2 separate regions of the Gossypium hirsutum genome follow, and region 2 is linked to region 1. A link is a contact called in public Hi-C data. All regions are on one chromosome and are shown on one strand. The core of a region is the stretch at or near the end of the contact, and the rest is flanking DNA. Distances in the headings are between cores, read along the strand shown.

Evidence for each region. A called contact is a pair of places that touch in the nucleus more often than the background predicts.
Region 2: a contact with region 1 is called in a Hi-C map of hypocotyl, with 4 times the contacts expected there. The contact joins the promoter of LOC107924556 here to the promoter of LOC107923813 in region 1. A contact is called at or near these places in 4 of 34 Hi-C or Micro-C datasets (hypocotyl, leaf and petal).

What each region holds. Positions count from the first base shown.
Region 1 is chrA11:20,584,849-20,591,911 of Gossypium_hirsutum_v2.1, reverse strand. LOC107923813 (60S ribosomal protein L27-3) reads left to right here and starts at 4,885. Exons shown (of 1, transcript XM_016853962.2): 1 at 4,885-5,715. The coding sequence starts at 5,149. The coding sequence ends at 5,556.
Region 2 is chrA11:20,785,306-20,791,911 of Gossypium_hirsutum_v2.1, reverse strand. It overlaps LOC107924556 (60S ribosomal protein L18a), which reads left to right and starts at 5,131. Exons shown (of 4, transcript XM_016855064.2): 1 at 5,131-5,318; 2 at 5,421-5,536; 3 at 5,620-5,683; 4 at 6,359-6,606. The coding sequence starts at 5,304.

The DNA.
Region 1 (7,063 bases), core at 3,636-6,135:
AAGTTGAATATTTAGATATGATAAAGTTGTAAAGGATATTCATTAGGATGTCTGAGAATATGTGTACTTTCGGCCAGGATACAACTTATACATGAATGAAAATGTGGGTTATGAATATGTGAGTTGATGTTATGTATTTGTTTTAAGATAAACAAATGATGTTATAGATCAATGTGAAATCCGTAATGAATTACAATTGTTATTGATGAGCTAATGTTTACATACACATAATTCAATGAGAGAACGATATTTGAACTTATTCATTAGTAAGATTTTCGGGGACGAAAATCCTTAAAGGGGGGAGTGCTGTAACATCCCTAATCTGACCCTAGTCGAGAAGTGGTTTCGAGACCACTAAACCGAGCCACAAAAATAATTAAATGTTAAATTTCATGTCTATTATATGTGAAATTACATGTGTGAAATTTTGGTGTATTGATTTTGTCATTTAGATGTGAATTTTATTAAAGGGGCTTATATATGAAACATTGAAAATGTATGAGGTTAATTAAAAGGGCCAAATATGTGCATGATTTAAAAGATGGGATTTGCATGTCAAATGCACCATTTAATTTTAGTGGCCGACCATGATTGCACTTAATTTATGTGTATATGTATTTTATATTAAGTGAAATGATTATAATAAAAGATAGTGAGTGATAAGAACATAGGGGAGACTTCATTGTTTTTGGGGGTTCTAGCCGAAACTAAAGAAAGAAAAAGAGGAAAGTGAGTTGGGAATGTTCGGTTTTTTGGAGGCCAATTTCTAAGCTCAAGAAAAAAGGACACCAACTTCGAATAGGGGAAAAGAGAAAGTAGTTGAATAGCCGATTTGTACTAAGTCGATCAAATTCAAGGTAAGTTCTTAAGTGTTTGAACTTTGGAAATTTAAGAATAAATTGTAATAACTCCGCTTAGGACAGCAGCAGTAACGTGAATTTAGAAAATCACCATAAATTGTTGGAGTTGAATTAGGGGCTGAATAAATTATGTAATTAAAGCTTAATGAGTCTAGTTTCTTATAAAAGAAACTGTGTAAGCAAAGGAATTGCTGATAATGAGATATTTAAAGTTGTGTGAGACAGTGTCAGAATGACTCCAAAATCCCCTGTTCTATTTTTAGAAAACAATTATAAATTGTACAAAAATTGTTATAAGACAAACTTTATATGCTTAGACTCCTTAATGAGTCTAGTTTCAAATGAAATAAACAAGAACATATTTTAAATTCTGTACAATGAGGAATTTGATTTGTAGTAAAGAGTAGTCAGTATAGTCAAACAGTGATACAGGGGAAACTTTAAGAAAAATCTGGTATTGATTGGCCAAACCAAAAGTTCTGAACATTTTATGGATAAAATATGTATGAGTCTATTTTTAGGGAAAATTAACGGCACTTCATTTTGAGTTTTGTAGCTCCAGTTACGAATAATTTAATGACTATTGCCGGGAAAAACAGCTTGTAGTGAATTTGTGATTAAGTAGTAAACATTGATAAAACTGTTTGAGTTGCTTATAAACTATCAATTAAAATTTTAATCAAAGTACCGAATCCGTATTAAAGTGAGGCTATAAGCTGTAAATGACTAGTATACCTAGTCAATTTTGTTATGATGAAATTGATGTACAAGATATATATATGTGGTAAAGCCGAATGGCTAATGTAAAATATGTATGAGATATATATATGTGGTAAAGCCGAATGGCTAATGTGAAATATGTATGAGCCATGCATATGTGGTAAAGCCAAATGGCTAATGTGAAATATGTATGAGATGTGTATATATATTGTGGCCGAATAACAAATTGTGAAAGGTGTGTATTAGTAGATATTTGATAAGGCAAATGAATTACAAATATGATAGTCGATGTGAATGTTGTAACATGGGATTAAATGTACATGAAACTTGGAAATATATTCCTGGTAGGACCCGATGACTACGTGTGGAGATTATGTCCAGGTAAGACCCGATGACCACGTGTGGGGATTATCCGAGCTAAAGGTCTCGCTGATGATTCGAGTAAAGCGTAAGATTATATGACTTCACAGTAACAATTGTTAATAAATACGTTAAATGCGTTAAGTTGGACAGGTATGTATTCTGAGCTTATATTTAAGCTTGATTTGAATTAAATCACAAGGTTGTTATGTGATGCATATGTGAGTAAAACAATAAGACTGTTTCTATGATTATTGCGCATTTGGTCAATGTGAAAAGTTAGGTGAAAATATGTAATGTACCTATGTTTATAAGAGATCACTATCAAGTGAGAATTTATCTGCTTATTGTGTATATTACGTAATTGTGTATATTCGGCCAAAAGGGCAGTATACCTAGAAAGAGGTTATATGAGAATTCGTAAGATCGACTTTAATTTGGTTGGTCAGGTATATGATAAATACTTGTACATGTTAGACCCATCAGAATTAAATCATGATTGTAAAGTGGAAAGCAAATATGAAAATGCCATATGAATATGTGGGTATACAGTTATGGAGAAATATTATAGGATATTGGGAGATATACATTTTGACTTGACCGATGAGGGTAACTATAGATATGAAATGAAATGTTATATATATGAATCAAATAAACAAATTGGTTATATTTGAGTTCAAGAGTTTTTTTTTAAATTTGCTTAAAACTTACTAAGCTTATGAAAGCTTACTCTGTTGTTATGTTTCTCTGTTTTATAGATTGTTGAATTTGGCCTTTTGCTCGGGGATCGTCAGCAACTTGTCACACTATTACTATCCACTGCTTGGTACTGCTATGTTTTGGATTATCTTATGGCATGTATAGAATAGACTAGTGGCGGAAGAATATTTTGGTTAATGTATATAAGCCATGCGAAAATGGCATCTTTTGAATGTTTACTTAGAGAAGTTTAAATTTTATCCATGGCTGTGCTTAGTACTTATTTAAATGAATGATCTTTATTTCAAGAAAAAGTTCAAAATTTTACTGTTCTGACATGAGTTACAAGTCCGGTAATGCCCCTTACCTATTCCGGCGACGGTTACGGGATAGGGGTGTTACAAAGTGTATTCCAAGTGTCCTTTTTTATGTTCTAATATATTAGTGATTAGCCAAGAATTACTTTGGCACCAAATGTAATATTCCTATATCAGGTTCCTTGAGTCGAACATAGTATAGGGTGTTACAGAAAGTCCAAAACAATCGATGGAAAACTCTTTTCCCAAGGACGAGACAGTCGTAGAAGTACACTGCGTGTGTTTCTAGATCAATGATAGAACCTGGTACATACCGATCCAGTACCTGACACCATTGCCACAAATCGTTATGTAACCTGTCCCACCCATGATGCAAGTTATCCATAGCCTTTTGTTTTGCGACCTATGCATTATAGTATGATGGCGTATAATTGTACTGATTATGAATGTTGGCAATCATTATCAGTACGAAAATCTTGGGATACGCTTTCACCATATGGAGAATTATGTCAGATATCATGTTGGAGTCTAGCCTTGGATGATCTTAAGTTACACCTGCAAAGTACGAGTCAAAGTTATGTTATTGGAAAAAATAAAAACCCTTGTCAAATCACATAGAAATATTGGGTGATCGCATCGCGCACCTGCTACAACACAAGTATGTGGACTGATATACTTTTTTTATTATCTACAAGCTTGTCTTCTTCCGAAAAGATGCCATGATTTTCCATTGGCACCTCTCATTGCGCATTGCGCACTTTCCCTCGAATTTCTTTGAACGAGATTTTGTGACATGGTAGTTCATGCTGTTTTTGAAGCTGTACTGCTTCGATACAGCAAGAAAAACATCTTTGTTGCAATACTCTATGCCAACTTCTAATACCCAAACATTTGACGATGAACTTGCATGGCTAGGTATTCTATGTGGGAGTTACGGGAACTCTAAATCACCCTCAGCTGATAGGTTGACGTTTTGCGTATGGGTCGAAGGTTTATATGCCTTGAATCACATATTTGGATCCGGAGCATTGTCCAAACCGTCATCGTAAAATGCACAGGGTTTTGGCTCAGTTAAAACTTACTCTGGTTCAACAAAATTGCTACTTCTGAACCATCCAGCTTGGACTGCCAAATTGGATTGAGGTCAGATTCAGATTCGTGAACAACCTCCGTTGCCCTTTCGTCCGCGCTTGAATCTTCTTCCTCAGTTGCATCTTTATTTTTCCCTATGATTATGATCTTAATCTTATGTATGGTATATATAAAGCTTTATTTGCGGGTATCCAAAAAGGTTGAACTCATAACTGCATAATGACCGTTAATTGGCCCCCAGTTATACTCGAACCTGGACTGCATAACAACAGTTGACTAGGACCTTCATTTACACTTTAACTCGTAACCGTATCAAGCACTATCACCCTGAAACTTGACTTCTATAAGATGAGTTTATGATGTAATTGTCCTATCCTGGCATGACATATGAAATGTATATGTTCTGAGACATGTTACCGCATCCCTGTCCTCTTTAATCTACCTATAAATTTCAAGATCTCACTCTCAAAACTTTAAACCAATAAAAACCCTAATTCCTAAATAAAAAAATCTTAAACCTAAAAAACCCTAAAAAAATCAATGGCCAAGGAGAGAAAGTGTGAAAGCGCTTCCAGCTGGGTGTACTTTTACACACTCTCTCTAAAATCTGTTTACTTTCCTAAATATTAAAAAAAAACTATTTGGTCAATTAAAAAAATCAGTATACCTATTTAGCCTAAAAATCAAGCTGGAACTCATTAATTGAGTTTGAATTGAAATTAAATAATTAAAATATATTTATTTAAATTAAATTTAAATAAATATGTTAGTTTAAAAGTAAAAATTTAATATTTAATTATTATTTAAACAGTAAAACTGATCCAACCAAGTAATATGAGCCTGAAAATAAAAAAAATAAAAAACAAAAAACCATGGTGATCTAACCCAGTCCGACCAATACAGAAACCCACCAAGTCTCTGAATTGGAGTAGTCCAGTTTCTACTTCACCCAGGTTCAAGCCCACTGAAATCCAGCAAGATTCTAAAAATGCTAGGGTTTCACTAATTCATACCATATATACCTCATTCTGATTTGTCCTCCATTCTTAAGTAAGGGCTTTTGCGTGGAGAGAACCGGAGCTACTGCCGTCGTCGCCGCCATGGTGAAGTTTCTGAAATCCAACAAGGCCGTGATTGTCCTCCAAGGCCGATATGCTGGGCGCAAAGCGGTGATCGTTAGATCCTTCGACGATGGAACACGTGACCGCCCCTATGGCCACTGTTTGGTTGCAGGGATAAAGAAGTACCCGAGCAAGGTCATCCGCAAGGATTCCGCCAAGAAAACAGCAAAGAAATCGCGCGTCAAGTGCTTCGTCAAGCTCGTCAACTACCAGCACCTGATGCCCACCCGCTACACCCTCGACGTAGACTTGAAAGACGTGGTTACCGTCGATGCACTTCAGACCAAGGACAAGAAAGTGGCGGCTTGCAAGGCGACCAAGGAGAGGTTCGAAGAGAGGTTCAAGACTGGAAAGAACAGGTGGTTCTTTACTAAGCTTAGGTTTTGAGGGTATTTACCTTTATTATAGTATCTTTTTTTGAGAAAAAAAAGTTTGAATTTGGATCTAGTGTTTCAAGCATTTTGAATTTTAAGGACGGATTTTGAATCTGTTCCGATGGGATATTTTTATGTGCTCTTTTGTTGTTATATGATGCTATGTTGCTTACTCATTTCTCTTAGACATTTATGTTTTTTTATCTCTCAAAAATAGAATCTTTTAGTTATAAAATGTTCCAATGTTTTGCCATTTTTTTGGTATTATGGTTGCTGCATGGAGTTGTTTCTCCTGCCTGAGAAATGGGTATGCTTCAGCTTCAAGATGGAGTTTTGGATTGAAATTTCTTGGATTTTAAAGCTTAATTTCAATTCAGTTCTTCATCAACCATTTACTTGTCATCTAATGGGTGACTATTTGTCTATTTGTTTGTTGGTTTGGCTTTTACTATTGATCTTAAAATTCGCATTGGTCTAGAAATTAAGCTTGTAGTTGTTAATTGTAACAATAAAGCATTAGAATTATCAAGCCTGTTTTTGAAATTTGGAAATTCGTTACCAATTGTTTAGTATAAAAATATACTCTGCTGTTCTATGTTATGGTTTAGAAGTCGGGGTTTGGATTTGTTCATCCTTGTTTGTTCCTTGGGGTTCAAAGTAATCATTTGATTCTTGTTCTACCTGGACTAGGTAAATGAGCGTTGAATGCGGACATGTGACTGACATTAGCTCACTCTATGTTTTCAAGTTTGTCTGATATGTTAGGCATTTTGATGCACACTATAGGAAAAATGAAGAATTGGACTTGTGGGATTCACTTTGCAGTTTTATGGTGCACTTAGAATTCTCTCTTTCTGTAGGATATTTGACTGGTGATCCGATGACAATGATATGGTTTTACACTGTTCATGGTTTTGCTCTATTTGTGTGAAATTGCTAAATAGACTATTTTAGGGTTGGTTTCGTTTTTGGATTTGGGAGTGTTGCTATTCTAGTGACAGTGCATAAGTTTCTTAAGCGACCATAGATCTTGGTGCTTTGGCTCGTCTTGTGTTTGCATTGATGATGGTGCGTTTCAGTGCTGCATTTTTTGGTGTCATTTTGGTTGATCAAGTACTGGAGATTCTCGTCGTTGTTGGAAGAATCCCTATCATTGTTTCTTACTTCTAAGGATTGGGAGTGAGTGAAGATCAGTGAGTGGATGGATAATCGAGTCAACTATGCCATTTAGGCGGAGAAAACTCTAAGGAACCTTAGAAAACTCAGAAGAAACGTTAGATGTTTTTCCTTAACCGGTAACCAATTGTTTTAGGGCCAGTGAAAACACTTCTGAGACAAAAGTATTGCTACACAATATACTTTTGAGTTTTTCAGACATGTTTTTTACCCAAATTTTTTTTCTTTGAAAAGCGTTGTTATAGTAGCTCTTTGTCGTTGGTTCATGGTGGAAAGTTCTTTTGCTACAAGTTCAATTCACAACCTCGCATGCGATACAATATGTTTATGTAAGATAATTATTC
Region 2 (6,606 bases), core at 3,882-6,381, 200 kb before region 1:
CATATATGCTTTAAGCTTAAAAGTATTTTTTATACAATAATAATATTATTTTAATTTTGATACCTATGTTTATTTTTTAAAATATAACTATTCTATTAATCTCATTTAAATAATATAATTTTTTTATTTATGAGAAATAATTTTATATGTATTTTGACCTACATGATTTTAATATAAATTATTTATATTAATTTTCAATTAATTACATAATTTTTATTATTAATTATTTATACTTGGCAAATGAGTAATTGTAACGACCCTATTTGTAGCGATATTAGAAAATTTGATTTCAGACTAGATTTATTGAGTTGAGTTAATAAATTATTAAAATAGAATAATTACGAGTCAAATACGAATCGAGAAGGTCAAGTTATTAAGTGTTATTGAATTAAATCAGTTAATAAAATAATACAAAGACTAAATTGATTAGTGACTAAAATGAAAAGAAATTGATTATAAATTGACAAGTGCCTTAAATGGCAATTAAGCAAAGATTATATTAGCAAATTGACCATTAGTAAATTATGATATCAAATTAATTATCAATGTCATCACTTTCCACTAAATAATATTTTACCTATAGATCATTTGATTAGTAATTAATTAGGTTGATTAATTAACAAAATTACATTGTTAATTAAAGTGTATATATATGCATGTTAAGTTGGGGGAGAGAAAAGCATTTGTTTTCATATTTTCTTCTCTGCAAACCGATTGGAAAAGTAAACAATGAGCAACACTCATCTTCTCCGTTCGGTCATTAATCTAATAAGCTAAGACGATGTCAAGACGTCGAAAAACAAAAAAGCCAAAGCTGTTTACAAATAGATATGTTGGTTTGTACTCTCACAATTTGAGTTCGTTAGATAAAATATTATATATATGTTTGATTCATTAAATGTTCTGAAATGGTAATCTAATTGTTGGGGATCGACCCGCATAAATAAAAGATAGTAAAAGTAGAGAAGAATGAACAAAAGTATTTACATGGAAAACCTTCACTGAGGGATAAAAAACCACAGGCAAAGAAAACTTCAACTTTTTGTTTAGCATCAAACAAACAAAGAGTATAATGATGGAGAGTATTCAACCCGAACACAGAGCAAATCCCAAAAGAAACCCAAATATCCCAAATTCAAAATCTCTCCCGAAAAACTCTTTAACAATTCTCACACAAGAGATATATAACACAAATCTAATTCTCTAAATCTGATTCTACTAAACAGGGTTCCAAAGGCCCTTTAAATGGGCTTGGGATGTGGATCCAATATAACTAAATATCCTTGTAGGAAATAGAGTTTGATTGGGAGAATGAGTCCCGTTGAGAGTAAAAAAACGTGGTTGTATTTGAGCAGAAAACATCGTCTCGTCATGACGTGGCCTACCTACTCGTCATGACGTCGCAACCTTGCTTGGCTACCAAGGGTGTCGCATTGTCCTAACGTCGTGTGGCTTTTTGCTTCTTCAATTCTCATCTTAAGTGCCTACAGCGTATCTAATAAATGTAAGGCACATCCTACAAATCTCCACATTGACTTATATTTATCATGCTTCATTTGCCAAAGCCAACTATGGGCCTATCTCAAACTTTGCAGGATTCTAACCAAGTTCAAGATCTACTTGAAGTTTGAAACTAGAAGACTTCTAGTCTTTTTCTTGTGCACTGCTAAATCGAAACTGACTTATTTTTTCATCTCATGAATGTAGTGCTTTATTTTTCTAACTCTTGCACACGAAAGAGAACCTCTCTTGTCCAGAACGGTCATACCTTTTTCGCTTGAATGACCAAGTCGTTTATGCCTCAACTGAGTCGAATCTAACTCTTTAACCAACAAGGAACTTGCAGTTTTATCATTTATCGTTGATCCTTGCAGAATACAAAGATTGTCATTCTTTTGACCTCTCATCAAAACGAGAGCACCATGAGACACTTTAATGTCGCTTGACTCGATGTTGATTCTATAACCTTGTAAGTCCAAATTTCTCAATGAGATGAGATTTCTCTTTAAATTAGGAACATGCTTGGCATCTAATAGTGTCCTGATTGTCTTGTTGTGCATCCTAATCTGAATGACACCAATACCAATAACCTTACAGGATGAGCCATTCCGCATATGTACAACTCCACCTTTAAGTAAACTGTATGTGGAGAACTAGTCTCTTTTGGGACACATGTGAGAAGAACACCCCGAATCTTGGACCCACTCGGACGTAAGTTTAGAGCTTTCACTCGTTGACACCAATAAGAAATCATCACCTTTTTCTACAGCCATAGTAGCATTGGCTACGTCAGCATTTTGCTATTCATCCTCACCGCTCTCGGCAGCCCTCCTATTTTTATTTCTCAAACTATAACATTATGCCTTTATGTGACCCAGCTTTTTGCAGTACTTGCATCTCTTATCATGGTTACTCGATTTTGACCTTAATTTACACTATTGCATGCCTCAACCAACTAAAATCGAGGCTTTTTTTATCAGATCTGCTGCTTGAACCTAATTCATTGTCGAGTTTTTCCTTACTCAACAAATTTCCCTTTACATCCTCAAATGACAGTCTACCTCTACCATAAATTAGGGTCTCCATGAAAGATTTATACTTAAAGGGCAAAGAGCACAACAATAACATAGCTTGATCTTCATTATTTATATTAACCTCAACGTTCTTTAGGTCATTCAAAAGTGTAATGAACTCACTAATGTGAACCCTAGTGGACATTCTTTCGTCCATACGAAACGTGTACAAGTGTTATTTCAACACCAATTGGTTGGCCAACAATTTTTTCCTATAAAGGGTTTCTAAATTCATCCATAAAGCAACCGTTGTTTTTTTTATGAGTACTTCCTATAGTACATTATTCGTGAGGCATAATTGAATCCTGGATAGAGTTTTTTCATCAAGCTCTTCCTATTTTGATTTTTTCATACCTTCGAGCTTTTTACCAATAACGACCTTTAGACCATTCTAAACTAGAAGTGTTGTCATCCAAACCTACCATAAACTGAAGTTTGTGATCCTATCAAACTTATCAATATCAAATCTAATTGTTGCCATCCTAAATGAGTTAATTTGTGAAAGCTGAACCAAGCTCTAATACCAATTTGTTAGGGATTGATCCGAATGAGCAATAATATAGTAAAAGTAGAGATGAATGAACACAAATATTTACATGGAAAACCCTCGCCGAGGGATAAAAAACCATGGGCAAATGAGGCTTCAGCTTTTCACTAAGCAGCAAATAAAAACTATAACGATGGAAAGTATTCAACCCGAACACAAAGAACAAATCCCTAAAAAAAACTAAATATGCTAACTACAAAAGCTCTCCCTAAAAACTCTTTAACAAATCTCACACAAGAGATATATAATGCAAGTCTGATTCTACTAAACAGGGTTCAAAAGGTCCTTTAAATAGTATTGGGACATGGGTCCAATATAACTAAAATGTTCTTATAGGAAATAGAGTTTGATTGGGAGAATAAGTCATATTGAGAGTAAAAAAACGTGGTTGTATTTGAGCAAAAAACATCGCCTCGTTGTGACATGGCCTACCTACTCGTCATGACATCGCAACCTTGCTTGGCTACCAAGGGCGTCGCATGGCTTTTTTCTCCTTTTCGATTTCTCATCTTAAGTGCATACAACGTGTTTGATAAATGCAAGGCACATTTCACATTAATAATGTAAAATACTCGAAAGGTACGTATTTACATGATTATGTGAGTAGTGATCATTTGGTTGGTTGAATACATGTATTTATGCTTGTTGATGAAATATGATTAATAACAATGATAATTGCCTTATTAACGTTGTCGAATAGAGTCACAGATATAGTTGGCATGCCATAGGGTCTGTTTTGATAGGTGGGAGATTTAGCCCTATGTGTGTACATATGAGACAATTCTCTAATACTCTAGGGGTCGAAAACATATCATCTGCTCAAATACCCTAAGGGTACAAGCGTATTCAAGTGTGGTAAGTGGAATTGGTGTATTTATGCCTAATTAGCACTTTAGTGCGTATTTGGTGTAAAGGTAAATTGATCTGAATATCCGTCATTTTATTCGATTTGGTTAATAAGTATTAAATCATGACGTGTTAAATATATATTGAATTGAAGTGGATGTTAGTATAAATATAGGCTGTTAGCATAGAAAAAAAATACACTTATATCAAAAAATATATATTTTATTAGCCAAACACATAATGGAAAATTAAAAATCTTTATAATCATAAAAACTTGGAATTACAACCCTAATATCTACAATTTCCACTCATTTCTAGATTATTTCCAAATATATCATTAATGTTAAATTTATTTATATTTTTTATGAAAATATTATTATAAAATTATTAATTGAACCGTATTTTTATTCATACTAATCGTGTTAATAATTGCACATGTGCTTTGGTCATTTAGTAGGTTTTATTATAACAATGGCGAATGAGATTTTTATTATGTGTAATAATTATTTTTAAAGTAGTATTAATTCTATATAAAATTTGATAATTTAACCCTGAAATAATTTAATAAATGATTTTATATAAATTTTAGCACATTTATACTGCAATATCATATTATGTCACATATTATATTATATTTAAACTATTTTTAATCATATATATTTATAATATATTTAAACTTTTGAATTGATATTATAGGTAAGATAATCAGTATTGTATTAGTGGATGTACAGTTGTTTTTATATTGGTACATACGGATACTAGTATGCTTTGTTGTACCATTTTGAATATATCAATACTTTTAGATATTTTTAAAATTTAAAATATTAAAATCTTATACCAATCAATATGAGTTAGTATGTACTGGTACAAATCAAAATACACCGATACAACAGACTGAAATTTAAATTAGAACAGAAATTAAATTTTGTTATTTCAATTTATTACCAGAACAAGACGTTTCAAATCATACAGAATTAACTTCTTTGATTAAGAGTGAATAATCACCAATTCAATTAAAAATAATTAAAAAATCATTTTAAAAAATAGTAAATATAATTATGCGAGTGCTTTTTATATTTTTCCGAAATAAAGAGAAAAATATTTGAACTTCAAAAACCAAAGGCTTCAAATCCTACTTTTTGTGGGCTTAAATGGGCCTAGGATTTCAGCTCCACCCCCAAGTCACTCAACACTCTCGTAAGCCCACAAAAAGCCAATAGAGAAAGAATAGGTAGGGTTTTTTATCCCTACCACTGCGCTGCCATAAGAGTACAGGGAGAAACCAGGGAACGGGCCATAGCAGTGAGCGGCAGCTTATCTTCTTCTTTATTACAAAAATGGTTGCTTTCAGGGTAAGTTACCAATCGATACCCATTTCCATTATTTGTGTTTTTTTTATAAAGCTGTAATGGGATTTTTTGTCTTGATTTTTATTTGGAAAAAACAAAACATAGTTTCATCAGTACCAAGTGGTGGGGCGAGGTCTCCCAACAGAAGCAGATCAGCATCCTAAGATCTACAGAATGAAGCTTTGGGCCACCAATGAAGTCCGTGCCAAATCCAAGTTTTGGTCTGTAAAATTACATTTTGCTGATCAGATTTGTTATTCTTGTTTATTTTTTACCCTTTATTTGATTTTTTTTTAAAATTTAGGTATTTTCTGAGGAAGCTGAAGAAGGTGAAGAAAAGCAATGGACAAGTTTTAGCAATCAATGAGGTATTGACCATTTATTGTCCTTTAGATCTCTTTTGAAAGTTTTAAACCCTATAAGTGAAATGGTGTTTCATTTGTATGTTGGATGTAGTTTGAATTTTTAGCTGCTCGAGTTAAGTTGGTTGCTTTATTTAGTGTGACATTTACATGTTGGATAAGCGATAGTCTTCGAAAGAAATATGTGAATTTCTGCTCGGGCTTGAAGTCGGAATCCAACATTCTATCTAAAAAATGTATGTACCAATCTGTTTACTTAGATCTAAAGGAAGCACTCTGCTAATGAAGGTGGCAGTTTGTTATTCAGCTGAGTTTTGTCTCTTTGGTCATTAATTGGACAGAATCAAGTACCACTGCTGATATATACCTGTGTAGGAGACAACATACATGCATATATACCTGCGTTGACAGTTGAGTACAGGGAAGAAAATAATGTTTTATACATTACATTTGTGCACTGGGGGTGGCTCAGTTGTGTTCCATTGTTATGAAGGTTGCTTGTCTAAATATATATAAACTTGATTGGTGATCATAAGTTAGCATTCTTCTTGTTTTCCTCTTGGTGGAACAGGATCACATTTGTGCTATGATCATTGAGCCAGATGCTTGAGTGTTATTTTGAATCACATCTAGTGATTTAACAGATATTGATATTTTCTCATGCTATGTTTTATATTGTAGATTTTTGAGAAAAACCCTACCAAGATCAAGAACTACGGCATTTGGCTCCGATATCAAAGTCGAACTGGTTATCACAACATGTACAAGGAATACCGGGACACAACTCTCAATGGTGCAGTTGAACAGATGTACGCTGAGATGGCATCTCGTCACAGGGTGAGGTTTCCATGCATTCAAATCATCAAGACAGCTACTATCCCAGCAAAACTTTGCAAGAGGGACAGCACCAAGCAATTTCACAACTCCAA